2 separate regions of the Anser cygnoides genome follow, and region 1 is linked to region 2. The links are chromatin contacts, called in public Hi-C maps. All regions are on one chromosome and are shown on one strand. Each heading gives the region's core, a stretch centred on a gene start, on an enhancer-like site or on the middle of the called end of the contact. The rest is flanking DNA. Distances are from core to core; before and after follow the strand shown.

Region 1 (5,181 bases), core at 2,187-4,686, 180 kb before region 2:
TTGGAAAGGAAGAATAATTTAAAATTTTTTTCCCAGGTGTATTTTTTTCCAATCATTTTTTTTTTTTTTTTTGGTCACAATATACTAGAAAAGAAAATGTGTATATAATTTCCTGTAACTCTTATCTCCAAACAGTTTTGAGTCCTCGTGCTCCCTTTGATGTCTCTTGCTACCACACATGTAATGGTACTTTGACATTTCCAGTGTTGTGCTGATATCAACAAGGAAGATGCAAGATGAAACACAAGTATAATTCACTTAGCCATTCTGAACCCTATAAGACAGAAAACTACTATAATTGTCTGGTGAGTGAAAATATAAGTCAGCAGGCAACAAATTTAATATTCAGGTTTAAGAAGTAATCTTAGTCAATGGGTTGTAACAAAGTAAATACTACACTAAGACACTTGAATAGTGTCCTGTTAACTGAGTTTATTAGGTGTAGATGTTTTCTTAACGGTATTACAAACTTTTGTCCAGCTCTGGGTCAGGTTCACAGCTATGCTCTAACTTCTGTGGTCATTTGCTTATAAACAAAGTGAATCTAAAGCATCATCTGATGACTTTTCATATCACTTTGCAGTAAAGCAACACTACAAGGTGCAGAATAATAGTGCAGAGGAACACATGCTGTATAATAGCAGTTCTTGCAGCAATACTGTCAGTGAACTTCTGTTCCAAAACCCACATGATATTATTACAATTCCCTTGGTTATTAGAGTTTCCTTATTACATCCTGTGCCTCTGATTCCAGCAGGGAGTGAACATGAATAACAACATTAAGTGCAGTGAATCTCATGTTGCTTAAGAGAGGTTCTCAAGGGATATGAAGCATGCTACCATTACAGTGCCATATAAGCATATCACAGAGAATCTGTTCATGTCATCCTTTCAGAGACACTGGGGGAGATGAAACCCTTTTAAACACACATTTCTGTAAAAAAGTGTGCATTACTGTTCTCTGGAGAAGGCATGATTGTCATTCATTCCTTCTCAAGACAGAAGAGATGAAAAGCTACTATAAGAGCGCAGCTGAGATATACATTGAAGTTTCAAGCAGGAAAACTCATTCATACTGCAATGTATCATTTGTACTAGCATTTCCTTTCTGTGAATCCTGTTTTTTCCTTCCCAATAAAAACCTATAGCTTTAATTTTGAAAATTGCTATACAATTTCTAATCCTTTGCATTTCAATTTGATAAAGTAGTAGTATTCATAAATCCTCTGGTGCTAGAAGGAAGAATTAATCTTTAACAGGGTAGAGGAAGGAATGGAAATTGCTGCACCAGATTTATGTCTAGCTCTGTGGAAGCCACAGCTGCAGAATATTTAACATGTTGCAAATGCTGATAAGTTAAACATCACCATCTCTATAAGGTAGGAAACTTTTTTTTTTTTTTTTTAAATGTTTGACAACTGCAGAGACATGCACAGAGAGGAGTTGTAGCCAGTAGTGGATGCCATGTTTCGTCCTACATGTCTGTCATTGAGTCCTAGTTCCTCACTCACTTGAAAAGCTGTCCTCTAAACTCACATCCAATTTAAAGTCCATCCATGGATACTTGTTATTAAAAACTAAAACACTGGAAGTATTCATTTTAAACACCTCTCTCTAAAGAAAATTTTATTGGAAATGTTCTGTTTTCCACTTCCACCCAAACACTGTTGTAGAAAAAGAAGAGATACTGTGTCTCTGCCTTAAAATAGTGCTTCACCTGGTTCTTCAGCTCTGCCTGTGACATTACTCATGCTATCTCTGGTTGTTACTGTGATGACTGCTCAATGACTTGTATTTCACACTACTTCAAATTCGAGCCCTTTTTTCTAAGAGCATTTTTTGTTGTGTTTTGTTTGTTTGTTCTCAATCCTTGCCTTACTTTTTGACTACTGCAATCTTATCCAGCAAAACTGCCTACTGTACTCAGAGGTTTGTGAAAAAGAAAAAGAAAATGTACTTACACTGCTGGTGTATAACAGTGGCAGAGGAAGCAGCAGAAGTGGAATGAAAACCACGAGTAAGAGATTTCTGGATCGGAGAATCTCCTTTACCATTGCCATATTCCTTTAATTCCCAGTGGCTTTCTTCTCCTTGGGTTTCTTCTTGGGTTCCTCAGATAGTCCAGTTTCCACTCCACATTTTCCTTCACCTTTGCCTGGATTTCCCTGAAAGGGCTCTCTCTGCCTCGTTTCCTATTTCCACCAAATCAATTCAAACAGCTTTCTTAATTTGCTTATTATTCTTGCTGTTGTTTTGAAAAGAAACCCTAATGATTTTTCTATTAAAAAGGCATTCAGTTTATGTAGGGCTCATCAGCACATCCAAATGATTATCACAACATAGCAGGCAGAGTTTTGTAAATTGGAGCATAATGGTCTTTTGACATTTTTTCTTCTAATTCAGAATCACAGATATAGCTGTATTTCATCCTTACCCACGTGTTTTGAAAGTTTTTTTTTTCTTTTATCATCTGATTTCCAGCAATGTAACTCCTATTTCATAGACTGGATGAGATATCTTTTGGGATGCTTCTTTTTCTCCTGTTAATTAGTCTGAATGTCTCAAACATATGTTTCTGTTCTGCTGGAAAATAATTAATTGTATTTTTTTCTTAAAAAACACAAACAAACACAAACACACACAAACAAACAAACATACATACAAACAAACAAAAACCAACTAACTCCAACTCCTTATATCTTCTCTGTTCAGATTTTGTCTCTGCTATAATTTTGGCTTCTACTTTGAATCTACCTTTAGCCCACTTTTGCCCCGAGCTTGGAATTCACAGGGTAGCAATTCCAACACAGATTATACTTGGTCTCAAGATTAAAAAAAAAAAAAAAATCTTAAAAGGGTTTGTTCTTTTTTTTTTTTTTCCCCACCCCTTTAATTCGCCAATGAGGACTGCAGAATACTGTATTTGCTCCACCCATTATCCAAAACGCAGTCACAAATTTTGAGAAAATCAGCAGACTCCTCTTTCTGACACATACACAAATGTTGAAAAAGATTTTTTTATTTTTTTTTCAATTGATGAACGGTTTGTTATTGTTTCAAGGTTCCAGTACTGATAAACAAATAATCATTGTTTTCTGGACAGTACCTTTTGTCTTTCATGGTTTTTTCATCTTGACCCTTGAATGCCTCTTATTCATAAAGCATGGACATTGATTCATGTGCCTTCAGTAACACTAGGATCCCGATTCAAACTCAGAATTTTTAGGCTCTCTACTCTGGTCTTTTGGAGGAACATTTCTACTGCTCTTCAGTGGTTTCTTTGTGGAAGAGAAAGTACTGCAGAATTATGAGTGAATACATTGACCCAGGTACAACCTGCAGACATCCATTTGCCCTGGATCTCACTAGAAGTTATGCACCTGGGGTTTTCCATGCTCCCAAACTTATTCAGCTTGCCTATTGTCCCCCCACACTCTGCTAATCAGACAAAAGATGAGCTCCCCCAGCTGAGCTGGGATACTACTGTGACATTGAGTTCTGGAGGACTGGAAAAGGCAGACCTGTGCCAGATGAGACTGCCTCAGTGTATGAGTCTGATGTGCAGCTTGAATTCTTCCTAAAATTCATAACTGTATCTGAGACTATGTAATGTTTCTATGCCTTGAAACTAATGTCAAGCAACAGCACCTTGAGAGCCTTCAGGCAAGTTTAGCAATTAGATCTGGAAGCAAAAATTTAATTCATGTGAAGATTTTGGGTTGTACAATCCAGCCAGGGAATTTATGTCTCTTTTTGGCAGTTGGTTTACAAAAATATATAAACCAAACCAAACCAAAACAAACAAACAAACAAACAAAAACAAGACAAAACCCAAAAGAATTATTAAAATACTCAAAATTTATTATCATTATTATAAATTTAAAATGTGTTATTTCACTTTTTCAAGATCTGGAAGGTCAAAGGCTGGATAAAATTTTATATTAGAGACAATGACTTTTTACTCCATGAAAGAAGGACCATCTGTAAACATGACTCAGTCTGAAGAAATGAGAAGAAAGCTGAGCTAGGGATAGCCAACAATCTTCTATCTATCTTTCTCTTTTAGGAGCAGACAACCTGCACATGCATCTTAAGCAATACTAAGGGAGGGAAGCTGCCCTAAACTCAGAGATCTGCCCTGAGGCAGAGTGTTCCTTCCCACAAGAACTCTGGAAAAAGGAGACACCCTTGTTCCCATTTATTACCTCATCCTGCTCCTTAGAGGGAAGAGCTATGCCCTCTTCTCTCCTGTACTGTTGATTGCACAGTTTCACAGACTGAAATAACCTGTTTTCCTTTCTGCCAGTCATTAAATAGCAAATCTGCTGCTGAAATCAATACAATGGATAAACAGTTAGTTTTATGCAAAATATCTTTATTATTACATTAACGTTTTTCTGTTAAATTAACTTGGGCAGTCCAAGCACATTCCTGAGGAATAAATCTCTTTTCCTACACTACGCAGAGTAATGCAAGGGCTGAAACAAACTCAGAAATATTTTATTTTCTGTTCAGGAGATAAAGGTTTCAACTACCAATTTGCAAGGTATGTACACCATAGGGGATGATTACCCATCTTTCATAACTATCTCTAATTCTTTTCCAAAGAGCCTATGATACTTACTGATGGTTAAACCCTCACTGCTTTACAGTTCTGTTGTGGGATGAGGAGGGTAGCTGGGAAGTATTTCTGTGGATGATCACTGCCAGCAACTAATACTTGCTGCGGTGCTCTTTTCTGTTCTTTGCATATTTGGAGTCACTGGCTGTGAGGGATTTAAGAGTTGCTGTTCCAGGCTCTTCCAGCAAGCAGTGATTCAGGGAGCCAAGAATCAGTAGAGCTCGAAAGGCAGGAATGTCTGGCATTCCCTCTCCCCCTGTTTGTAAAGCATAGGGTAGGAAGAAAACACAAACAGATCAACAGTTTATGCTGAAGGCTTTAAAAGGCATGTGAGTTGTAGCACAAGGCTGCTTTGAGGGTGCTGAACTGTGTGTGCAAGTACAGAAAATGGATATATTTGTGGCTGAGGTTTCCAGTTTCCTTTTATGTAAACCAGTAAGGTTTTGAAGATGGCCAGCAAAAGTCTTCAGGTGTAAAAATGCATCTACACATATGTGTGTATACATGCAATGATGTACACCCATGCATGTTGATACTGTAACTGCTAGGGAGGAACAGGA
Region 2 (5,259 bases), core at 878-3,377:
TTAATGTCAGTACATACAGATATTTCTCTTGATAGTGACTTTAACACAGGCAGTTCTGCTTCAAAAATTCAAAAGTTCCAGATTTCCTTAGCCTGATATAGAATCATAGAATATCCTGAGTTGGAAGGGATCCACGAGGATATTAATGTTTCCTGTCTGTATTACAGATACTGAAATTGGTAGGAGATGTCTTCCTGTATTTGAGAAAATGTTTCTGATTAGAAGACCCATTGGAGTGGATAATGATGTAAAATCTCATTGCGCCAATGTCTGAACACCTGAGAGGGAAATAAGGTTTTCTATGCAAGTTACAAGAGCAAATAAGAAGAAGTGTGGAAATGTACTTTCAGTAACAGTAAATAGCCTGTCACTGTGGAACCTAACTACTGCTTTAATAGATTCAGGTTTAAATGGAATTTGCTGCTGTTCCACCTTGTTATGAACCAGCTATGGTATCAGAAGTATTAACTTAGTAAACTGCAGCTTTGGAGCAGAACTGAACTTCCTGTATAATATTCCACAGTACCATCAGCAAGTAACTGCTCCATTTGTTTATGATAAGGGGAATTTTGCTCTGCGATCATCTGACATAAAAATAAGAGTACTAACTCGTATTTCAAAACAGTATTATATGATATCAAGAGAAGAGTATCTGAATTAAAACTCTGTTTAATACACAGTACTAATGGATCTATCATTGGATTGGAGATAAGAAACATCAGTAATCCATTGGCAGTTTTGACATTATCTACTTGTATAACCTTGGGCTAGTAATTTTAAACATATTCTATCAAGATTTTCTGAGTCAGGAGATTCTGTAACTCAAGTATATAGTAGTATCTGTGGAGTGGTTTTGACCATGATAAGTAGGCTTTACCTGCTCAGGATGAGTAGGATGAAGGTAGATTACTACTGCAAGGTCAGGCACTTCTAAATTAGGATGCACCAGACTGATTATTGTCAACTTTACCATTATTAACCACTGGCTAAAATTCAGTAAACTTAAGAAGAATTGGGATGATGGACAGGTAGCCGTAACTAAAATGACTGTTCACAGCTGCTCTGAGGGAAGAAAAAAAAAAAAAAAGTCAGATACAGGAAAAGGATAAGTCCAGATTTAGGCTTGCTAGCAGATAGATATCCAATGAGTTGTGTTTGATGGTAGCGTAAATCCATTTTCTAAGAATCTTAGAAATGGATTTAATCTGTACTGATGTTTTGAAATGTTTGTTTATTTTACTAGTGAACCTGAAATAAAACATATAATTCCCTAACTTTGATTCATTGTGTATACAAAAAGATACAGGACACTTTATTTGGAAGTCATATGCTTTTCTCTGCAGTCCTTAATGGAGCAATTCAAATTCAAGGAAACATAAAGAGTTAATTTATTGATGTCAGCACAGCACCTGTAATGAGCTGCAGTGGTATCCTGACAGTAAACTGCTAGTACGTATTTCAAATGGATAGATTCAACATTGTCTTCCTGTCAGAGTGAAAGGAGGCGATGGTCAGCTCTTACTACCCCATTCAATGCAATTTAAAGCATTAATTTTAGAGAACCCATCACTATGGGAGAAAGTGTGGAGATATATTTGGGGAATGACATAGCGATTTTGTACTTTTTAAAATGAGATGCTGTTAGACTGAATTTCAGCTGCTGTTTATTGCCCTTGGAAGGCGTTCTGCACCAGAGTGGGTGGGGGGGGGGTGAGAAGAGAGAAGGGCAGTGTGAATGGCTCTGTCTGGATCTCTATAGGAAAGGCCAGACAACAAGTGGCTTAATAAAGTAATTGCTTTAATAAGACAGAATAAGAAGAGCAATGTAGATAGTGAATAAATCTTATCTTCTTTCAGATGCTGGACGCTCCATGTTTGTGCAGCATCAGACAGAGCCCTGATGGATTTTTCTGCAGTGTGCTGCACATAGCAGAGCAGATCTTGTCCGTGGAGAGAAGCTCTCCCTTTGGGCCGTTCAAGGTAATATATAATTTCATTATAAGAACACAACAACAAAAAGGAAGTTCTCATGGGGACTTCTTCCTGCACTTTTTGATAGCTGCAAGGCCACACAGGTGATGAAATCACTGAGTGGGAGCTGCCTGCAGGATCCTCCTGTACAGAAGGCTGACTGAGTTTATCCTGCAGCCAAGGACTCTGTGCAGCACAACGCATGTCTGAAAGTCGTGCTGTACAGAAGGGGGAAAAAAATTGGCCATACTTTTTCTAATTTGCACCCCTGTGAATGACACCACAGACAAATTAGCATGATATTTTTAAAAGAGTTTTGCTTGGAATGTGAAACTAAACCCAAAGGATTCTCATGTCTTTCAGTTTTTCTCCTGGCCTTCCAGTAAGCAAATTTGTAGTTAATTCACATATAAATGCACGTTTTCTCCCATTGCCTGTTTTTGATTTATTAGTATTTACTGTGTAAACTGTGTCTAAAACATTTTCCTGACTGAAAATTACCCAAACCTTTCAGATGCTGGAGAATGTGCATGGATCTATAAAAATAATGCATTTGCATTAAGCCATTTAGATCTGACAAGCTGTAGGATTTTCATGCAGTGTTTTGTATAGAGCTTTAATATTTGTTATTTCCAGATAAAAAGCTAGGACTTCTATCCATGCATTACAAATAATCTCTAATAAAAAATCAAGCATGAACTTTTGAAAAGATAGAACATTTAAAATTTTCTCTGTAGTATACCGATGTTGAAGGAATTAATTTTCCTGAAAAATTAAGTGAAAATGTAACGTGACATTTTAAAAGTCTATTAGCATGATGATGGGTTATCAAATAAAATCCCTGCAAATTTAGTGGTCAAGAATCCCCAGCCTGCTAGAGGATACAATATCCCTCCCCCGGTTTCCAGAGTTTGAAGGGAACTTTTCAATTCATACTATAGGAATGGAAGATCAGGTAGCTACCAGTGACAAAGTACATAATGAAACCTACAATAATGGGAAGATTGTTATTAAAAGGCAGACTTCTACTCCAGAAAAATACGGATTTGCTGTCAGGTTTAAAAAGAGGGCTGGTCACATAAAGGGACCAAATTCACTAAAACCATTTAGGGAGGGTGAAAATAACACCTCCTGTTGTTACCTCCAGGTCTTTTTGCATTGCAAAGGATTCACATTCAATGAGGGCATGAAGGGTTATTGACACCACCATTTATTTTGTCCTGAGAACACACCTGCACTCCTGTCAAGTCTGGTCCTCTCAGCACGTGCATCTTTGTTCACCTGTCTCCTCCTTCACACCTCCCCACAACATGGGCTTATGTCTCCCATATTTGCAGGGCTTGTTTTGCATCAACCCAATCTCCCTTTCAAGGGCAACTGTGGAGGAGAGGCCTATGAGGTCATGGGCTGAGGTCATGAAGTGGAGGAGAAGTAGAGACACTGTGCTGCTGTGAAGGAGCCGGTTACCAACAAGATCTAGGACGAAACATTGCCCTGTAAGTGGCACAATCTGCAACTCCAGGCCTCTGCTGTGGCTTTTCCCAGCACCAGAAGTGCCTCCCATCAGGTGAGAAGCTGAAGTGCTTCCTCTTGCACAGCAGAAAAAAAGAAATCTGAGAGGTCTGCATAGGCTCATCAGAAGAATGACTGAACCTAGTTTCTAGCATAAATTTGTTTAACAAAAGCAGTTATATATTCTACCAAAATGGGATCTCATTTTTGATGTCCACAGAATCTGAAAGGATTCATACTTGGTTTCTGGGCTGTGGCTGGAACCATCTCTTGTCTTTATGGATCTTCATTCTCATTTGTTGTTGTTGTTGTTTGGTTGTTTTTTTTTCCTACGAAATTCCCCCAGAGGTTATAGCTCTGTGATGTTATAGCTGGCAAACTTCAACATGGAAAACAAAGCTCAGTTTATAAATAAGTAGAGCTGTGAAGAGATTATAAAATGTATAATGCTGTTTTGTACTTATTTTTTTAATCGAATACAGTGTTTTATCTACTGACTAGTTTTCTTTGACCTATATTTATTATCTGTCACTTGCCTTAAAATGAGAAATGTAACTACTTTGATAAATGGATTTGAAGGGCTATTTAGTTCTATGCTAGCTTCTCTAAGTTACCATTACAAGCTTTGCTAAAACGTTACTTGATAACTTTCTGAAGGAATACTTTTTGGTGAGCTAAATTCAATGCTCTGGGTTCATAATAACTTTCTTGTTCTCACCGTATGGATAGACGGGAAAAGACCTGTGCGAGGAACTGTTGTAGTTTCCTCTGTGCAGATAATCATTGAAATAGTCCTGTACTCTCTTTACTGGCAAGTAGAGGTCACGCATTTAAAGGTCCTGCTTCACAATTTAAAAAAAAACACCCTGATTCATTTTTGTCTCAAATTTGAAGTGAACCATGACATATAGTTTTATCTTGAACTAAATTTCCTAGACCAAATCCAACCAAACAAAAAGCAATAACAACAACAAACTCACATGCTTGTAGATTTACTTACTGAATGATAGATAATATGTCAGGGTTTGAAAATGTAGTAATTCTTTTTACTTTGATGACCCATGTTCCTTTACACTGGATCATTCTTCAGAAGTACAATTTGTTGCATCTGATAATATAGAGTGATTCAATGAAGGTTTTTCAACCTCCATATTTATATTTGTTAGAGGAACAGCTGCCACAGAGGGCTCACACTACAGATGATGTGGTCTTACAGGGCCAGTCTTAAACTGCACAAGGGCAAGCCAGCTAAAATGATCTCTCCATGGGATTTTTCTCAGTGTATCTGGTGAGGACTTCCCATTGACTACAGCAGCATGCTGTATGACCAGAACCGAAGACCATGTATCAGTGGTCGTCTTTCCTTTGACGTGGGATCAATCGTCACAAGAAGACTCCATACGCAGGATATGACCCTAGTTACAACTACTTACATATCTAGATGCTTGTGTCTTCAACTTATTTGTAACTGAGCACTCTTACTCTCTAAGTGCTGTTACTCCCTTTTTCAGCCTACTCCCTATAGAAGATAGAAGGCAGAGAAAAGTAAGATACCTATCTGAGGAAACAGTCCAAAAAAAAAAAAAAAAAGACCACACACACACAAAAACAAACAACCAAACAAAAAAAACAACCAAACAAAAAACAACCAATTCTATCAGGCACTTTCTTTGTTTTTGTTATTTTTGTTTCAGCAAAAGATACATTGTGTTCCTGCTATCTGTTAAGAAAGGACTGTCTTTATTGTTTATTTTTATTTTTTTTTACTGTAGGAGA

Evidence for each region. Hi-C and Micro-C count contacts between places; a contact is called where the count stands out from the background.
Region 1: a contact with region 2 is called in a Hi-C map of liver, with 1.7 times the contacts expected there. The contact joins the promoter of SLC13A4 here to the enhancer-like site in region 2. A contact is called at or near these places in 2 of 7 Hi-C or Micro-C datasets (granulosa cells and liver).

Annotation. Positions count from the first base shown.
Region 1 is chr1:63,429,871-63,435,051 of Taihu_goose_T2T_genome, reverse strand. SLC13A4 (solute carrier family 13 member 4) reads right to left here and starts at 3,436. Exons shown (of 16, transcript XM_013173074.3): 1 at 1,962-3,436. The coding sequence starts at 2,060. FAM180A (family with sequence similarity 180 member A) reads right to left here. Exons shown (of 3, transcript XM_013173073.3): 3 at 3,537-5,181. All of the region lies in intron 1 of LOC136790966 (a long non-coding RNA gene), which reads left to right.
Region 2 is chr1:63,251,114-63,256,372 of Taihu_goose_T2T_genome, reverse strand. No RefSeq gene overlaps it. Among named protein-coding and RNA genes, the nearest start is that of MTPN, 15 kb to the left of the region's middle. Within about 2 kb of position 2,127, at least 1 of the 3 cell types and tissues checked has open chromatin away from gene starts, as enhancers often do.